Linked DNA regions of Mus musculus: region 2 is linked to region 1. Evidence: chromatin contacts called from public HiChIP or PLAC-seq data. All regions are on one chromosome and are shown on one strand. Each heading gives the region's core, a stretch centred on a gene start, on an enhancer-like site or on the middle of the called end of the contact. The rest is flanking DNA. Distances are from core to core; before and after follow the strand shown.

Region 1 (5,377 bases), core at 2,068-4,567:
AATAAAATAAAAAAATAGGACTCCAGCTCCAGGAGGTATTGTGCCCTCTATTGACCTCTTTGGATACTGCATGCAGGTGGTGCACATAAAGTAACAAAAGTACTTACTTTTAGCAGTGCAGAGCATGCCTTTGATCTGAGCAATTAGGAGGCAGAAGCGGGCTCTCTTCTATGAGTTCTAAGTTTGAGGCCATCTTGGTCTACAGAGTGAGTTTCAGGACAGCCAAAAGTACACAGAGAAACAATGTCAAGAAAGAAAGAAAGAAAGAAAGAAAGAAAGAAAGAAAGAAAGAGGGAGAGAGAGAGAACGAAAGAGAGAGAAAGAGGGAGGGAGGGAGGGAGGAAGGAAGGAAGGAAGGAAGGAAGGAAGGAAGGAAGGAAGGAAAGAAGGTATAAATAAAAATGAGTAGTTTTCCGGGCGTGGTGGCACACACCTTTAATCCCAGCATTTGGGAGGCAGAGGCAGGCGGGTCTCTGAGTTCGAGGCCAGCCTGGTCTACAGAGTGAGTTCCAGGACAGCCAAGGCTACACAGAGAAACCCTGTCTCGAAAAAAAAAAAAAAAAAGCAAAACAAAACAAAAATGAGTAGTTTTTAAAACTCAAACATGTAACATTAGTTCTCAGAATTACTTAAATATGTCCTGTTCGAAACATTGCTATTGCAATCATTAGGTGCACACAGTAGCCAGCAGAGGGATTGTCATAGCTACTTTGTTGCCTTTGAGTCAACAGTTCTCTGTGTTCTCAGGACAGGATGTCAGGATGTCACTGCACTGTCATGAAAACTTGTAACATTCTCACTTGAAGTAGATTCACATATTCCAAGTGTCCTAAACCAAGTTTTATAACACAGAATTTAAATCTACTTTTTTAAAAAAATTATTTTTAAGACTGGGCAGTGGTGACACATGCCTTAAATCCTAGTACTTGGGAGGCAGAGGCAAGCAGGTCTCTGAGTTCAAGGCCAGCCTGGTCTACAGACCTAGTTCCAGAACAGCCAAGGCTATACAGAGAAACCTTGTCTCAAAAAGACCAAAAAAAATATTTTTTAAAAAAATTATGAGTAGATGCACATGGATGTAGTGCCCAGAAAAACCAGAAGAGGGCATCAGACCCCTGCAACTAGAGCTGCCATGTGGTGCTGGGAACCAAATTCAGATTCCTATGCAAGAACATCTATTGCTTTTTTTTAATCCTCTCATATATTACATCCAGACTACAGTTTCCCCTCCCTTCTGTCAGTCCTCCACACCACCACCCCTTCTCCCACAGATCCACTCCTCCTCTGTTTTCCTTCAGAAAAGGGCAAGCCTCCCAGGGACATCAACTAATCTTAGCATATCACGTTTTGATAAGACTAGACACTCTCCTAAGGTCCTAAAAGCAGGCAAAGGAGTCAGGCTCCCAGCTGGTGCTATTAACCACACTCAGTGCTAAGCACTTTTTAAATTACATGTTTATTGGGGGAGGAGCACGTGCCATGGTGAATGTGTGTTCAGAGAATCACATTGGAGAGTCAATTCTGCCCTTCCACAGTGTGGGTCCTGGGAATCGAACTCAGGTCCTCATGCTTAAGTGTTGTAAATCAGGTGGCTCCCTCAGCCTGACTTTTAGCCACTCAGCTCCAGCAGCTTAAGTCATCACCTGCCCCTCTGCCAGGGGCAGCCCATCTCCTCTGTTGCTACAAGCTGCTTACTGCTTACGTTTCAGTGGGATGTGCACACCCTTTGAAAGGTCTCTCTCAGCATCATGTCTCTCTCTGTGTCTCTTCTCTGTTTCCCAGTCTCTCTGTCTCTCAGTCTCTGTCTCTCTCTGTCTCTCTGTCTCTCTGTCAGTCTGTCTGAATCTCTCTGTCCAACTTCTAGAGATCCCTTCCCTCCCCCACTCACCCATAATAGCATTCTTGCCTTAGATCTACTGTGTGGTGTGATCTCTTAGTGGCACAGCTTGTCCCAGACCTTTCTCTGCTTAGCCTAACATTGAAGACCTGCTGAGCCATCGCACTGGCTCCTTGAACTTTTAAAATTGGACTTACAATTAGATAATCACCACTATCAGGAGGTTGAGACCGGAGGATTGGGAGTTCAATGTCATCCTTCGATAAATATAAAGTTCAAGGCCAGCCTGGGCTGTGTGACACACTCTTAGAAGAGAAATAGGGAGAGGGAGGGCTGGAGAAAGGAAGAAGAGAAAGAGAAACCGGGTGTGGACCTGGGAGTATTTGGGGCGATGAATAGGATCAAAATGCATTGTATGTGTCTGTGAAATTCTCAAAAATTATTTTTTTAAAAAACTATTCTTCCAGTCATGGTGGCGCACGCCTTTAATCCCAGCACTCGGGAGACAGGCAGATTTCTGAGTTCGAGGCCAGTCTGGTCTACAGAGTGAGTTCCAGGACAGCCAGGGCTATACAGAGAAACCCTGTCTCAAAAAAAAAAAAAAAAAAAAAACCTATTCCAAGACAAGGTCTTATTATGTAGCTCTGGCTGTCCTAGCATTCACTAATATTGAAAGAACCTAGTGGGGAAACCCCCACTCAACTCCCGATTCTGTGTGCACCCAAGAATCACCAACAGAACACAACACCTTGATGTAACAACACGAGGTATTTTAATGGCGGAGCGTCGGGTCGAAACGTATCTCACACAGGAGACAGTGGATTCGACCACGAGGCTTGGAAGCTAGGGGTTTTTATAGAAAAGGAGTGGGGCTGGGGGAGGAATTGGCACGGTTTCACATGATTGGTCCATTTAAACATCAGCAGCCTGTTAACATTTAACTTAGGTCAGAGGGGTGGGAGATAGGGAGGGGACGGGCCTGTCCCGGCATGTCCTGGTCTGTTCTGCTATGTTCTCAGCCCCAGGTTTCAAAGCTCACAAACAACTCTTTGGGCTATTTGACATACATTACATGAATCACAGGTCTCAAGTTTTATTTCCTTTCAATATAGACCAGGCTGGCCTAGAACTAACAGAGATCTGCCTGTCTCTGCCTCCAGAGTGCTGGGATTAAAGACGTACCTGGCTTCGAAAATTAGTAAGATGTTGTAAGAGAGAAAGAGGAAAAAAGAAAGAAACGTGAGGAAGAAGGAAAGCAAGAAAGTCTGTTGAATTAGTAAATTTAGCCTACAGTAAGGCAGGACACTTCAGTCTTTCTCAGCCAGGCTTTAGGGGTTGGAGGAGGGCAGGGTGGGGGTGGAGGGGGTGGGGGTGGGGGATGGGGGTTAGAACAGCACCCAACAGGTGTTCAATAAATATGTTAACTACCTGGATTCCAGAGCTACACTCGGAGTGTTCTGAGGTCGCCCCTGTGAGGTCACAAAGTCCCCACCATGCCTTTGGCCTTGGCCCTGGTGCTTTTGTGTGGCCTGGGCGGCCCCGGGGCATGGGGCTGCCTGCAGTGCGACCAGTCAGTGCTACTGGAGCTCAGGCAGTTGCGTGATGCCATCGTCACCAAGCGCTTCCATCTGGAAGGGCTGCAGGCGCGCGCGCAGGCCCTGCTGTTGAGCATGGAGGGGCCTTTCTTCAGGGACTATGCAATGAACGCTTTCGTGGGGAAAGTGGGTGTGTACTTGGGTGCGTAGGGAAGAGGCCCGGGGAGCTGTGGGCCTTCTGACCTGACAGGGCCTCCCTTCTGGTCTGCAGTCGTGGATCAACTGGAAAAAGTGGCGACATCCTTCAAGAACCAAGCCCAGTATATAAAGGCTAACTCTAAGACAGGTGGGAGACCCTTGAGCCACCCCCTGGCCTTCCTTTCTGCATCCGAGCTTCTCCTCTGGGCGGGCATGTGTCCTTTGCTGTGACAGCTAGGCAGAATTTTGAGAAAGGGTTGAGAGGGAGAAAAGCTGAGGTTCAAAGAAGTCAGGTGACCTGTCCAAAGTCACACAGAGTTGACGATGTATGCGGGACACTCCCATCTCTATAATGCCCATCACTAGGTGTGGCCAGCCACACACTTCTGTCTTCTTGTGTTTCTCAAACACTGTGATTTTTATAAACGGGGTGTTTTTGGCATTGTCTTGCTGAAAGACTACATTTCCCAGCTTTCTTTGCAGACTACAGCAATCATTTCAATGGGATAAGGGGTGACTTCTTCCTCTGGAGGCATTCTGGCCATCTACTTCTTTGCGGTGAATAAGCACGGTCCCATCTAAGGTTGGACCAAGCCTTTCTTTCTGTCTCTCTACAGCTGTCTTTTAAAAAAATATAATAATCTAACATTTGTAATAACCTTCCACCAGTGAGTAAACCCGTGGCCTGTCATCCTAGTAACTCAGGAAGCTGAGGCAAGAGGACCATGACTTTGAATCCCTCTAATTAGTTAGAGTTCAAAGCCAGCCTCAAAGCTCTAGGTGCCAGGATTCACGGGAACCAGCCGTTATTCAAGCACAAACAAGTCTGCACACACATTTTGAGTCTCAAACACTTGGGAGCCTTCCAGAATTCAGACTCTTTCTGGACAGTCAGGTCATTTTTGCAAAGAACCGAAATGAAAACCTCTAAAATCTGGAGCACTTAAAAATTCTTAAAATTTTATGTGTATAAGTGTTTTGGGGTTTTGGGGTTTGTTTTTTTTGTTTGTTTGTTTGTTTCTGCATGTATTATATGCCATTTGTGCATGCAGTACCTGTGGGTGTCAGAAGAGGGCATCAGATTCCCCTGGAACTGGAGTTCCAGGTGTTTGTGAGCCACCGTGTAGGAGCTGGAAACTGAATCTACGTTCTTTACAAGAGCAGCCAGTGCTCTTAAGCACTGAGCCACCTCTGTAGCCCAGTCCGACAATTCTGTAAGTGGCTGGAGGTTTGATGAGGACCTGCACTGAAGAGCATCTCTTCCTTCCTCAGACGTTCCTCTGCTGGAAGAGCTGGTGAGCTTCAGGGAACATGCCATCAAGGAACTAAAGGGAGCATTAAGAGACTATGAAATGAAAGGTGCCGCCCCTTCTCCCCCACCCAGTTCTTTCCCTCCTAATAGCACTCCTGGGACCCCCAGCATCACCATCTTGCCAGATTTCCCCCTTCTCTCCCTTGATCCCTTCCCAATTCAATTCTCAAGCTGCCATGTCTGCACGTCACTCATATCAGCTCTCTTCTCTTTCAGCCTGTGACCACAAAACTTGTCGTGAGTTCTAATTTTCCTACCCACCCCGCACCCACACCTATTCCCCATTCCTCCCAAATCAAACCTCAATGCCCTACTCACTTTACCACAAAACCATGAACCCCTGGTCATCAAGGGAGGGTGGTTTGTTGTGAGTGCATGCATGTGCATGTGTGTGCTCACATGCTTGTATGCATGAATGTGTAAGCACATGTGTGCATGCATGGGGTCATGCGTGTACACATGCATGTATGTGTGTTCATGTGCATGCACGAGCAT
Region 2 (5,377 bases), core at 1,360-3,859, 430 kb after region 1:
CAAGGCTGTGGCTGTGAGCCTGGTGGCACCATGGTGCTGGGCTCTGGGGCCACCGTTACCCGGCTGGCACTGCACCTCCAGGCACCGAGAGAAATTCTGGCAGGCCTTCCCGATACAGGGCTTCAGAGCAAGCAGCTGTGTGCAGGTGTCCTTCAGGAGGTGGGAGATGTTGGTCTGGACGAATCGCAGACATTCTGGTAGGGGCTGGGAGAAGGGAGGGAGGGACAGATCATCACCATGTCACACCAGGGGCTCCACCAACCCAGGGCCCTGACCTGCAGAGGTCACAGAGCCTAGGGGCCCAGGCCTCAAAGACTCCAGGGTTCTCCAGTTGTTAGGAAAGAGAACACCTTAGGAACAACCTTCTTCAGCTATTAAGGCACAGACCCAGTAACAGATCCCCAGGTGACCTCGGGGCTTGGAGGTTCCAGCCCTACCTCCGTGGTATGCTGTGGGAAAATGAACTCCCCCTAAAAGACCCGGCTGGCAGAGCTGTTTTTCAAGGCCTGGGGAGGGACTTGGCTCTCTTCATTTGAGTTCTAGTGCTAACCTGGAAGGTACATGAGGTGACAAAATGTATCTCGGTGTTGACGTCCTCCAGAAGCGTTTGCATCTTAGACCCTGCCACAGTCTTCAGTTGCTCTATCCAGCGCTGGGCTAGGAAGAGGCTCCACAAGGCCTTGCAGTGCTTCTCCTGCAGACCAAGAACCCAGGCCAGAGCTCAGAGAGTAGGGGCGGGGCTAGATGACTGACATGGGTTAGGCCGGGCCAGAAGGCAGAAGGAAGGAGAGCGGGTCAGGATGGCTTAGTGATGGGGCTAGGTGTCAGCGGAGAATGGGCGTGACCAGATGCTAAAATTAGTGGGCGGGGCCAGGAGACCGAAAGAGGTGGGGCCAGAAAGGGTAGGAAGGGTGGGCCTGTCACTTGTGAGATGGAGGTGGGTATGGATCAAATGCCTGAGATGAGACCCGGCCAGACACCAAGGGAGAAAAGTGGTGGGGCTTCAAGTCTGAAGACCACGCCCTCTCCACGGAGGGGCGGGGCCAGATGCCTGAGAGGGAGTGACCTACTAAACCCAAGCGAGAAAGGAACATAGAGGCCAGTCTTGACAGCTTGGTGGGAGAATGAGCTAGGATGCCTTGATCTGGGGCTAGGATGGGGTGGGTGTGGGTGGAAAGAAGGTCTAGATTTTCAGGTCTGAGGGTGCAGGAGGTAGCCCACTAGTCTTGTCCCTGACTGGTGGCACATCTTGAGTCTGGTTCCCACCTCCATCCCAGGGCCCTCCCGACTGTGACTCACGTCCTGAAGATTGACGGCCACAGTGACTGGGTAATCTTTAAGCAGGTGGTCAGTCTATGGGAGAAAACAAGGTGAGGCCTGATTGAAAGCAAGAGCAAATTATAGAGTCGGAGAAGTTGACCCTGAGACAAGGGGACAAGGACAGAAAAGAGGCAGGACTCACATAAAGAAGAAGAGAACGAGAGAGAGAGAGAGAGAGAGAGAGAGAGAGAGAAGAGACACCAAGACAGTAGCAAAGAGACTCACAGAGCAGCAGAGGTCTACAGAGAGAGGCATCCAGAGAGAGGGACAGAGAGAGGGACAGAGAGGAACATGTGCTCAGAGTGAAGGCCAGAAGTCCTAGAGAGAAACAGTGACAGAGACTCAGAGAACAGGGACTCAGAAAGAGAGACTGAGACAGAGAAAGATAGTAAGAGACCCAGAGAAGGGGGCAGGGGGCGGAGATCCAAAGAGAGAGGGACAGAGACCTCACAGAGATAAAGACATGTTGTGAGACAGAGATGCGGAGATAAGGACCCAGCACAGTATGGGAACTGGCTCACCAACTCTCTAAACTTCACTTTGAAGTTGGAGGAGATGGGACTGTGGCTGAAGTAACAGTCAGGTGTCCCCCGCAGGCAAGGACTCAGCAGCAGCAACAGCAGCAACAGGGAGGACTACAGGGAGGTGGTGTCAGCAACTGACTTCCATGCAGGGGCTCCCTGGATCCTGCTTCCCTCATTAACTGGGTGTCATCTTCCCTGTCTCTGCCTGTCCTGCACCTTGGCTCCTGTGACAAACCTGTGGCCATCCTCTTTTTTTTCTTCCAATCCTGTTCTGTGTCTGTCTCCTCATGCCTCCATCCCCTGCCCATTTCCCTTCTCCGCCCGGCTCCATCACCCCTCAGGTATACGCACATTTGGGCTCCAGGCTGGCGCCAGCACTGTCATCTCTGCCGGGGACCCCTCATGCCTGTGACAGGTTCTTGGAAGTGACAGGAGGGCAGGTCTCGGGCTCATACCCTGCAGCCCCTTCCCCACCCACCCCTGTACCCCGCCGCCCCGCCCTGCCGCCCTTGATGTGGGTGCGTTTCCGCCTCCTGCTCCCCCAGGCTTCCTGCACGAGCCTCAGTGACTGTGAAAAGTCATCTCCTCTTCTAAGAACCCCGACCGACGTCCCCAGAATCCTCCCCAGGTCTCGCACCCTGCTCCCTCTGCCCGGGAGTGGGGACCTTGGGACCGCCCCTCGGGGACTTGGAAAGCCATTCACCCCACGCACCAGGCTTGCCCCAGCTGGGTGTGGAAAGCCAAAGCTGGATGACAGCCAAAGACCGAAAGTGAAAGGAAGCTTTGGGGTAGACAGTGCCAGGGGTGAGTTCGAGCCCGGGCGGGACACGCCACCTAGTGGTAACAAGTGGCGCGGCCGCAGACCTCAGCTTGGGCCCTGAAAGGATAGCGAAGGGATGCGACAAGGCTTTCCAGCTTCGAAGTGTATGTAGAATCCGAACAGTGTCAGTCACTTCAGCTGCCATTAAATAGACTTTGCCTCCACCATAAGGAATGTCATAGTGGCTTCCTTTCTGATTTCCCTACTTCCTAGCCATCATCTGCTTCCTGGGGCACAGAACTTGTGAACCTCCAGCCTCTAGGTTCCTGATTCATTTGGGATAAAAGTCCAGCCTTCTTAGCAAGGACTGGTAATACAGACCTGTCACTCCAGTTTCCAAGGAGCCCGAGGCAGGAGGAATGAGGGTTGGAGGCTGGCCTTGTTTCAAGACTGGCCTGAGCAATTTACTAAGACCCTGTCTCAAAAACTACAAAGATGGCTGGGCGTGGTGGCGCACACCTTTAATCCCAGCACCCGGGAGGCAGAGGCAGGCAGATTTCTGAGTTCAAGGCCAGCCTGGTCTACAGACTGGTTCCAGGACAGTCAGGGCTATACAGAGAAACTGTCTATAAATAAATAAATAAATACATACATACATACGTACATAAATACATAAATAAATACTACAAAGACGGGCAGGTGCACAGCTCAGTTGGAGAGCAGCTGCCTAGAATCCACCAGAGAGTCAGTGGCAGAGAACTAGCAAGCTTGAGGTCCCCGACTCAATCGATGGTGCCGCCCACCTCACCCCTCCACATAGAGCTGCAGTGTTTGACTCTGTGCTCTCCTAACCCCTCCCTGCTAACCTCATGCTATCAGTGTTCCTTCCCAACACTAGCCATGCGCGTGCGTCTCAGGTGGGCATTCTCTTGGCCAGGGGCCTTTGCACTAGCTGTTTCCAATCATGGAATACCTTCCCTCCAGATCCTTGTGTTGTCCCCATCTTGCCCAAGCCCTTGCTTAAACACATAGGCAGAGGCCTCATGACACCCTTCCCCAAGAAGCTCCCCTCGCAGCACCAGACTCACCCTGCTTTGCCCTTATCACCATTTAACACACGATGTGGTTTCCTTATCTTCCCCATTGTCTTCTATTCTTCCGTGGCTGTTTCCACCCTGCAAAGCCCTTGCACCCAGAACTATGACTCGCCTAAGCAGCAGCTACACAAGAGTCCGACCTCTTCCCATCTCATTGCTGTGGTGTAGCACAGGATGTGTCTGGGCTTTGGTTTTGGTTCCTAGGAGATAAATCCTTGGGATTTTCCAAGTATGGGGAGTGCCTTTGTTTATCGGGGCTGGCACCTGGACTCCACCTGAGTCCACACAGAGGCAATTCAGAAAGGACCTGGTTGTGCTTGAAAGACCAAGAATGAAGAGTATGGTGCATTGGAGGCAGGTGGACCAGGAGTTCAAGGTTAGCCTTGGCTACATATAAGACCCTGTGTCATATAACAGGCAAGATGTGGTGATGAAACCTTTACTCCCAATACTTAGAAGAGGCAGCTGGATCTTCTCTGAGTCGCGGGTGGATTGCTTGTTCTTGGATTTAGGGTCAACTTAGATAATGTATGGAGATCCCATCTCAAGATCCTGGGGCTGCAAATACCCCCGTGCTTGGCTAGCATGTGTGAAACCCTGGATCGCATCTCCAGGCAGACCAGACTAGGTGGAGCACACCTGTAATCCAGGCAGGATCATCCTTCATTACGAGACTGAAGCCAGTCTGGATCACATCACACTTTGTCTTCCAAAACAGTCAATCCTCAGCCCATCTATGCTCCTCTGGGCTCTGCACCCCCACTGCTGCTGCAGAGTGTGGGGGTGCACAGGCCATGGTTAGTTCATTGAGCTGCTTTTTATAGCACTTCAGGGAATCTGTCACATCCCAGTCTGCAGGTTTCATGCGAGTGCTGGCTTTGTCACTATGAGAACTAGCCCTTTGTCCTCTTTAAGCTGAAGGTTTTTCTGCCCTAAACTGGGAGATGAGTCAGTAAAAGGACAAAAAGAAGGTATCTTCTTTTTGTGCAGTTCTGGGGATTGAACCTAGCACGTCCCACATGCTAGGCAGACACTCTGCTGTTGAGCCATGACCCAGACTCTGTGGCAATCTAAGCAGGACTCTACTGCCTGTGTAGTTCTGTTTCTTCCATGGTCCACCTAAGTCTTTTCTGCAGAGCCCTATGTCTGCTGGAAACTCTGGCAAGTTTGTTTGCTTTGGCCAATGACTTCACTTACTGTGGGGTGAAGCCCAGTGGCTTGGGATGAATGTGAGGGAAGTGGGCCTGGGCTAGGCTGACTGTATCCTAACTTTTTCACATGTGTTCTTTCACACTGCTGGTATCTCCAGATGACGCTTTAATGGAGTCATACATGGGACCTGGTATCTCAGCACTTGAAGGCTGGGGCGGGAGAATCACAGTATGTTCTGGAACACCTTGGGAAGGTAAGTTCCAATTCAGTCAGGCTTAGTCAGACTCTCTCTCTTTTTGAGAGTCTTACTAAGTACAGTATGTAGCCCTGGCCTGGAGCAAGATATATGAACAAGGCTGCTCTCAACTTCAAAGAGGCTCACCTGCCCTGCCTCTGGAATGAAAGGTGTGTGCTACCACACCAGATTCTGTCTCAAAAACTTGAAAATGTGGGGCTGGAAAGATGACTGAGATTGAAAGGATGTGCTATTGCACAGGACCCGCTTCAGTTTCTAGCACCCACAG

Evidence for each region. HiChIP or PLAC-seq counts read pairs in DNA pulled down with a chosen protein or histone mark.
Region 2: an H3K27ac HiChIP or PLAC-seq map of embryonic stem cells shows a contact between it and region 1, with 2.1 times the contacts expected there. The contact joins the promoter of Flt3l here to the promoter of Izumo2 in region 1. A contact is called at or near these places in 1 of 39 promoter capture datasets (stem cell-derived epiblast-like cells), 1 of 15 datasets of contacts at CTCF or cohesin (embryonic stem cells) and 2 of 115 datasets of contacts at active chromatin or transcription factors (embryonic stem cells and pancreatic cancer cells).

What each region holds. Positions count from the first base shown.
Region 1 is chr7:44,705,413-44,710,789 of GRCm38.p6, forward strand. Izumo2 (IZUMO family member 2) reads left to right here and starts at 3,318. Exons shown (of 7, transcript NM_001368390.1): 1 at 3,318-3,562; 2 at 3,644-3,718; 3 at 4,843-4,929; 4 at 5,099-5,119. The coding sequence starts at 3,331.
Region 2 is chr7:45,133,823-45,139,199 of GRCm38.p6, forward strand. Flt3l (FMS-like tyrosine kinase 3 ligand) reads right to left here and starts at 2,610. Exons shown (of 9, transcript NM_013520.3): 1 at 2,557-2,610; 2 at 2,196-2,262; 3 at 1,842-1,955; 4 at 1,300-1,353; 5 at 551-694; 6 at 60-204. The coding sequence starts at 2,228.